Regions from separate parts of the Gossypium hirsutum genome. Here region 1 is linked to region 2. A link is a contact called in public Hi-C data. All regions are on one chromosome and are shown on one strand. The core of a region is the stretch at or near the end of the contact, and the rest is flanking DNA. Distances in the headings are between cores, read along the strand shown. Region 1 holds the start of LOC107909860 (stress-associated endoplasmic reticulum protein 2). Region 2 holds the start of LOC107909851.

Region 1 (4,226 bases), core at 125-2,624, 470 kb before region 2:
CTAACAGAAAAGAAAAGCCCAATGCAAGACCAGTCTCCTCGCAATTCCTTAACACCAGAAGTGCAGACTTATGCCATACCTCCGCTGGTCGCTGTCCTGATAATCTGGAAGAGAGCTGTTACGGTGAATGTAAACGAAGTTGATCAGTAAATCATGACAGACAGGACATGCAGAAAATCTTGACTCTAAATTGTAATTATAGATATTTTAATTTAAGCAAATATCCTTGAAGATTACAATGATGAAATTAACTGAACACCAAGAAAAGCTAAACATATTACACTTTCCAACGAAGAAACCAGACAAATTATCCATACACATCGAATAAGGAAATATGATGGCAAAGAAAGAATCCTTACATGATCCAATGACGACGAATATGAAGAACCCAAGAAGCACAGGACCAACAGGATAATCCTTCCCCTTCTTTGTGGTTGTCTCAGGCACAGCTCCTCTCTTTGTTATGTTCTTTTGGAACTTCTCCACCTTTCTTTCTGCAAGACGCCTTGATGTTGTCTGCCCAAAGCAGAAAAAGTAGGGGGATAAAGTATAAATTTAAATAGAAACAAAGCAATTTTATTTTTCTTTTAGGGAATAAAAGGGTCAGGGTATCCCATGACAGGCCTGGCCTAATTTGGCGATGGATCTTAACATTTATACAAGATTTATGAGAAATATACATGACGTTTCGAATCAGTTTTGAACTGTGAAAATATAATTCGAACTGTTGACCAAAAAATAAGAGACAATTCGAACTATTTGCATATGACAGGTCAACAGTTCTAAATTAATACAATAAGGAAAAGCAATATAAAGACGAATAAATTATTCAAAAGATTTTCGAACAAATACAAGATAAATTGTGAGGCATATATATGCCATTTAGATCTATAATCGCTGAAATCTACAAACGATTTTATAAACACGCTAAAATGTAGATCCATAATCTATATTCGGAAAGGACGGAAGACAAACAAGAAGTTTATATTGGATCCACTCAGATACAAGAAGATCAAGAAAAATAATAATCAAATTAATAGGAAAAATAAATATGAAAACTGTGAAGTGAACCAATTATCAGAAAAAAAATACAAATTAACAGTTTCTTAGAAAAAGAAAATAAAAACTCACCATGATGACGGATAGATCAGATAGCCGGAGAAGATTGAAGAGAGAAAACGCAGGAAAATTGCAGGATCTCGCTAATTCCCTGCGAATTATTTTCTCTCTCGACCTCTCACTTTCTCGCGAAAATCTCCGGATTTGATAGAGGATGTCAGCTATCCGTCCGCTTTATATAGTGCTGAAGACGGAAAAATAAATGATAATTGAAGGTCACGCGTAAGTAGCGTCACCGGCTTCGCTCTCATTGGGCCTGAACCTCAGTCAGAATACGCGGCGCGTTTTCATTGGTTCTTTTTTACACGTAGACGTGTGGGATTTAAGACTTCGCTTAAATTTAAGCCGTTTGTTTTCTTTTAAAGGGTTAATTCAAGCAAACGTCCTCAAATTATGATTCAAATTCTAAATTAGTCTCTAAAGTTTAAATAATATTTTTAATGAATATCCTAACATTTTAATGGACCTCACTATACCCTTGATTCTTTTTCAAATTTTGATACTCCACTTACTTTCCTTTTTATATATTTTTATTGAAAAAATTGTGATAATGATCATACCATTCCAAAATTTTATTGCAAATAGCAGTTTATATACTATATTTTAATTTTTTTTATTAAGGTTTAAATGTATAATTGGAACTCAAATTTTTTTACTTATTTTAAATTAGTGTTTATGGGTTTTTTTCTAAATTGGTATCTTAATTTTTTTTAGGTCAACTAAATCGGTACTTAAATCTAACCCTTGATGTCATAATCTAAAAAAATATTTTTAAAATTATTTCTTTTTTTTTTCTTTAGTTTTCCCTGTGACATTTCTTCCACCCCAATTTCTTTTCTTTTTCCCGGTGACCTTTCTTTTTCCCACTATCCTTTTCTATTCTTTTCTCTACTAAACACGTTTGCTTTCAATGGCTGATTCCAATTCCTCTCCTTCACATTCTGCTATTGCTGCTGCTGCTGCTGCTTCTTTGTTTGACGTAGAAGGTACTGAGAAAATAAAGTTTCTAGACATGGAGGAAACAGGTTCAAATTCGGGCTACAAAGATTCTGATTACCCAATAGACTCGAAATGAAGAACTAGTAACTGAAACCTGACAATTAATAAAGTTTCTGGATAGTTGGATTTTTTTGTTTGTTTCCTGGGAAAATATGAGAAAGAACACAAAAAAAATAGTTTTTTTTTTGTTCACTTTGCTTTCTTTTTAGCTTCTAGGTTTATCTTTGTTTTATATTTCGAGCCTTGGTTCATCTTTTTTTTTTAATTTTCGTATTCAATTTTTTTTTTCTATTTTTTCAGTTTTTGGGTAGTTAGATTTTTTTTATTTGTTTCTTGAGAAAATACGAGAAAGAACAAAAAAAAGGGTAGATGCAGGCAACTCCATTAGATTTTTATCTTTTTACTTAATAAGTTTCTAAGGATTTAAAGCTTTTTATCGAAGAATTCATTTTGTAATTTGTTTGTTTGTTATAGTGGCTATTTATGGTGAAGAAGGATACTATGATTTGCACAATGATTTTTAAACAAATTAGGTACTATTAATTTTGATATTATTGTTTGCTTCATGAAATTGTATCTTACATTACCCTCTTTCTTCTCCTTTTTATTATCACTACTTTTCCTTCCACACAATATTTACAAATAAAACAAAATTGAGAGGTAAAGTAAAATAAACATGGTGGACATATAGCAAGCAGACGAAGTGGAAGGGCCATTACCGATAGTTTCATTTGAGACGGTTGGTCCAATTGGGTTCCCATCACAAGGTTATCTAAGATAGGTGAAAGTGTAGTTCAGCTCAGTTGGTTCAAGCCATGAGTTTTTATGGTTAGTTTGAAAAGGGGAGGGGAAGTTGTGGGAGTTGGTTGATGGTGGCTGAAAAATGGGGAGGAACATGAAAAGGGTTTAAGATATGTGATTTTGGTGGTAATTAGATGGTGAGAAAGTGAGTGAAAATTTTTGGGGTAAGAGTTTTTGACAGAAGAAAGAAGGGAATGTGAAATCATGAGTTTTTGATAGAGGAAAGAAAGTAGGAATGATGAAGAAAAAGAAAAATAAGAAAAGAAAATAAAAAGGAAAGAAAAGGGGGGGATAAAAAAAGAAAAACAAAAAGAAAAAGAGGTATAAGAGGACGTCACGTGGCATTGCACGATTGGCTAGTAAGTAAAAAGTTAACGGCATTAGACTTAGGTACCAATTTAGTTGACAAAAAAAAATTTAAGTACCAATTTGGAAAAAAAATACCATAAGTACCAATTCAGGAGAAGTGAACAAATTTGAGTATTAATTTTATATTTAACCATTTTATTAAAAAATAAGTAAACTGGTCTCTTTATGTTAGATGAATGAATGAAATAGCCTTTCTATTAAATGCTTACTTTGATATTTTATATTTAAGGCATAATAGTAAATGTAGCCATCAATTTTTATATACTTATTTAATTTGACCTCTATTTTTTTTATTGGGAATAAATTGACTCTCCACTTTTCATTGGTGATGTGACATTTTTTTATATACCATATTAATAAATAATTTAAAAATTATAAAAAAATAAATAAATAAAAATTATATTTAAAAATTATAAAAAACTCTTCAAAATATAAAAAAAAGTAAAAGTAAAAATTTATAAAAGAATTTTAAAAATGCAAAAGAAGTTAAAAGGTTTTTTATTTAAAAAAAAAGAGCTCGAAAGGAAAATAAAAAAAGAAAGTAAGAGAAGTTTTATAGTAGTTTGTCGTTGTCGTTTTTCTTTTAATATTAGTGTAAACTGTTCTAATGCTAGCCTTAGCCCTTATTCTAGCATGTTGTTGGATTTTTAATGGTAATTTATTAATTTATTTATTTGTTATGATACGGTGGTACCCCGTATACTTCACATTATTATTACTTTAGTATTGTTTGAAAGGAAAAATAAACAAAGTGAAGAAAGCTTTGTAGTTTATCTATAATCTATAATAGATAAATGATATAAGTTTACAGAAGGTTTTGAGTTGACGAAAATATTATTTGTTGTTAATTATATTATTAAATTAAAAATATTTTTAATCTATAAAAGTTAGAGTATGGAGAAGTTTTTGAACTAAATAATATAACTTTTGTTGTTTAT
Region 2 (4,150 bases), core at 290-2,789:
CAGAGTCAAAAAGGGTCACTGAAATTCCATCCCTTGCCAAAGTAGTGGCACAAACAGACCCTGAAACTGTGAATTTCAAGTTTTTAAAGTTAACAAAATAATGATAATAATAAATCTAAAAAAAAGATCAGAGGAGTGGGGTTTTAATTTTTGTTTATTAGTGGGTGGAGAAAGAGAAAGTGGGATATTATAGTAGATAGTAAGTATGGATACTTCCGCTTCTCACCACGACAACCTTGGCGACAGTGTTTTGCATTCTATCCCGGTCAGTGTCGTAAACGGTGATGCTAATCAATTGGGGTTCATCTGTAATTACTGTGCCTATTAAACAAAGCAGTTTTAACAGAATCCATGCGTTGGGGTTCAGAACCCAGAAGCAAATTCAATAGAGAGAGGGTGAACAATCGAAGAATGTAAAATTTCTGTAAAATTTTTGCTAAACTCTAAACAATCAGAAAATAACAAAAAACAAAGCAGAAAGAATAATTAAAGAGAAGAAGAAGAAGAAAAGAAACTCACCAGCGGAAGAGGAACAAAGAACCAGGGAAAAAGAAACAAAGGCAAAGAACTTGAAATCTCAAGCAAAGAACCAGAGGGAAGAACGGTTTTTGGGGGAGAAAAATGGAAATTACCAGCCAAAAGCACTTTTGGCTGAAGAAAAGGAGAAAATTTTAACTTCTTCATCTGGAGAAAAGGACTTCTCCGATGGCGAATTTTTTTCTGAAATGGAGGCTATTCTTCGTTCCTTTTAAGAGAAAAGGACTTTTTATTGAAAAAATCCTTCTAAAACGCAAAGGAGAACGGGCCCTGAAGAGAGTGCATTTGGATTCTTTTACACGTATAATGACTTTATATTATGATTCAAAAATGTTGAATCCAATCCATACCATGTTCAAACTTGTCTTCTAGGTTAAGATTGCTCCTTTTATATATTATTGTCATGCTGGATAAAAATCCTGCTGACCTTACCTTTTTTTTTTCTTTTTCTTTTGTGTAATATGGTAATTATATATATATGTTCTTATTCCTTTTTCAGAAGGTTATTTTTTAAAAGAAAAAAAGCAATAACAGAAATACATAGTTCTATTGCAACTCATAGATTCGTACTTTAAACGAATTTCTAATTCGAATTCAACATGTGTAAAAAGAAAAATAGAACTTGGAAGCTCTGAAATTGAAATCAAATCATGTGACAACTGCTTGCAGTTTGGGAATTCTTCCATGTTCTGGAATAAACAAATTAAGAAAAGGTAGAGGAATAAAAACCAAAGACGGTTCTTATTTGTTAATCAAAAAAGGGAAAGAAATATTAATTATATTAGCAAAGGATAGACAGACGATTACAATTTACAGTCATTGGAAAGGGACGGACGATCCATAATGTTGCCACGTTGTTATTGCACTGGCATCTGTCGAGAACCCACGATGTAGACATGCATGTATATATTTCCCTCTCCCCTTGCGTTGTTTGCTTCTTTCAACCACAACCCACCTTTTTTCAAAGCTTTATTCATTCCAAGAGAGTGTGAAGAGTAAGTATGGCGGACTGGGGACCGGTGGTGATAGCGGTGGTGCTATTTGTGTTGTTAAGTCCAGGATTGTTGTTTCAGTTGCCAGGGAGGAACAAAGTGGTGGAGTTTGGGAACATGCAAACCAGTGGGATTTCCATTCTCGTCCATGCTATTATCTTCTTTGGACTCATCACTATCTTCCTCATCGCCATAGGTGTTCACATCTACACTGGATAGCCTGCCACCCTTACTCTTGTGTTTTGTAAGATTTAGTCCTTTTTTTTTTTCTTTTGTTACCCTTCTGATTGGTTAATGTATTTCTCCAGGGCGAAGTGTTTGGTTTTGGATTGTTATCTTGTTGGCCTTAATGCAGTTGTAGAATAATAGAAATGATTGGTGAAATAGCAAATTTGTGCTTTTATTTGTATGTTCAGACTCCCAGGATAATATCACAACTTTCTGGACAAAAATTAGTTTTGAAGGAAACAACAACAAAGAAGAAAATAAATAAATAAATAAAGTAAAAAGACCTCTTTAACAGACACCTGCCAAGTAGATAATTTGTCAAAATGTCCTTTTTTGCTTGTTTTAACCTTCCATTTTGGATAAGAAATTCGATGCTGATTAGCTGACGAAGATTTTGAACATAAAAAACAAAGCAACGGACGTCCGTTAAATCCAACAAGTAAACGATGGGAGAGACTTGCACGCAATAAAGGGTTGGTAATAACCAAAATAGAACAACAATAGTTGTATTCACAAAGACGCTATAATACATCTACATATCTCAGTTACATCTGCAGCAACATTTATACACATTTCCAGGATGCATTACTACTGGAAAAAAGCCTGGTACAATAGGTTTCCCAAGAACTCCAGTGCTGCTCAATTATCCAACCCATATTCCAATTCTCTGTCTCAATCTTGTTTTTCTCTTCACATAAGTTTCCATGCAGCAATGCCACAATTCCCACAGCGTTTTGAATATAAAGTCTTATCAGTGATCTGCTAAATCTTTGCATTAAATTAGATAGATTGAAGAAGATATACATTCATGTCACGCAAACAAGGATAAAACTTAGCAGCCTAACGCAAAAGGTAATTCATTCAAATGATTCCCAAGGATCGGAGAGAGGCAGGGTATAATAAGTAAGGAAATTTGTCGCAAAACGGGTCATTAATGCGATATCATTTGAATCATTTGTCAAGGCTCAGTTTGTCTGTTCGAGTTAAATCCAAAACTCATTTCAAATCAAATATTAAAAAAATCCAAACCCCAAAGACAAAAGACAAAAAGTCAAAAACTCATTTTTTTCCCCCTTTTTAACTAGTAAAAAAGTTTTTCCCATACCGTAGGAAGAAAGATCTGCATTGGATTGCATAAAAGGTTCAGAAAAGGCATACGCACCAAAGATCAACAGATAAATAAAAGATTGGACAAACTAGAACATATTTGATATTCGAAAGCACTGAAAGCATTCCAAATAAAAGGAGATGGGGAATATGGGGTGTAACAAGACAGGAACTTCTAAAATCCTACCGACCAAAGGTTCAGCCACCACCAAAACCAACCTGAAAGAGAGTTCCCATTAAGCTCTGTTTCCCAGTTTCTTTTCTCCTAGGTTTGGTGCTCACCTCTCATAGCTGCAACCTGCAGTTCAGCACTACACTAGTAAAAATACAAAATATCCAACGCCAAATTTTAGCAGAATCTATGAAAAGCGATTTAAGGTTAATAAAAAAATGCAGAGGATGGAACAGAATTAATTCCTGTGAACAAAAGAGGCACTTCGCAAAATATAGCTCTAATTCACAATAACCTACTTACTTAGTCCTCTTAGTTCAACAAATGTCCTTCTTCTTTTTTTTAATCTTCACCCATTCAACTATCAATCATGAAATATACCCCCAATCTCAAACCTACAAATCTTACAGTATATTGCCATTATTAGCATGCTATTGAAATCAAAGCCACTTAATGATGAAATCCAGTAACTTGACAAAAACGTACGAAAGGAAAGAACCTAGGGTTTATTATAAAGTTTTTTTTTCTTTTTTATGTACAATTTCCAAATTAATCCAAAAAAATAAAATTTAGGAGAACCTAGAATTGAACACATTTTTATCCCCAGTCCTTCACGAAAACAGAGAATGCGACATCAAAAGGTAAAAAGACAATTTAAGAGAAAAAGTATATGTAAAATACAACACAATATCAACCCATTCAAGAAGAAATAATCAACAAACAAATTACCAGGGATATCCTTTCGCCGCGAAGGAGGGGCCATGGCGTAACACAGAATCGAACTACCTAACATGAAAACCGTTGAAACAATCCCAGCAACGTAACAAACCATGACCAAACCAAGAACCCAAGGCATCAACATGAACCCTATAAAGAAAGTAACTGATCCACACAGCATCAACGAAACAGATATCCCTAGCATCAGCCAAGCGAATCCCGCCGGCGGTACCGTCGTCATCAATGCCGTTCGCGGAAGAGGACTCCTCTCCGGGGCGGCTGGTTGGTCAGAGAAGGGAAGCGGCATCGTAGGTAATCGTAGAAGATTTAGGACCAGCGCCAACAGCTCGTAGAAAAACCTTGATTGTTGGCCCTGATTTCGTTGTTGTCTTCTCAT

Evidence for each region. A called contact is a pair of places that touch in the nucleus more often than the background predicts.
Region 1: a contact with region 2 is called in a Hi-C map of leaf, with 2.3 times the contacts expected there. The contact joins the promoter of LOC107909860 here to the promoter of LOC107909851 in region 2. A contact is called at or near these places in 2 of 34 Hi-C or Micro-C datasets (leaf and seedling).

What each region holds. Positions count from the first base shown.
Region 1 is chrD02:56,588,516-56,592,741 of Gossypium_hirsutum_v2.1, reverse strand. LOC107909860 (stress-associated endoplasmic reticulum protein 2) reads right to left here and starts at 1,374. Exons shown (of 3, transcript XM_016837547.2): 1 at 1,132-1,374; 2 at 360-516; 3 at 1-115. The coding sequence starts at 1,134. The coding sequence ends at 69. It also overlaps the pseudogene LOC107909861.
Region 2 is chrD02:56,114,176-56,118,325 of Gossypium_hirsutum_v2.1, reverse strand. It overlaps LOC107909851, which reads left to right and starts at 1,539. Exons shown (of 1, transcript XM_016837539.2): 1 at 1,539-1,938. The coding sequence starts at 1,539. The coding sequence ends at 1,748. LOC107909852 reads right to left here. Exons shown (of 6, transcript XM_041088843.1): 1 at 3,766-4,150; 2 at 520-3,162; 3 at 227-321; 4 at 1-66. The coding sequence ends at 3,143.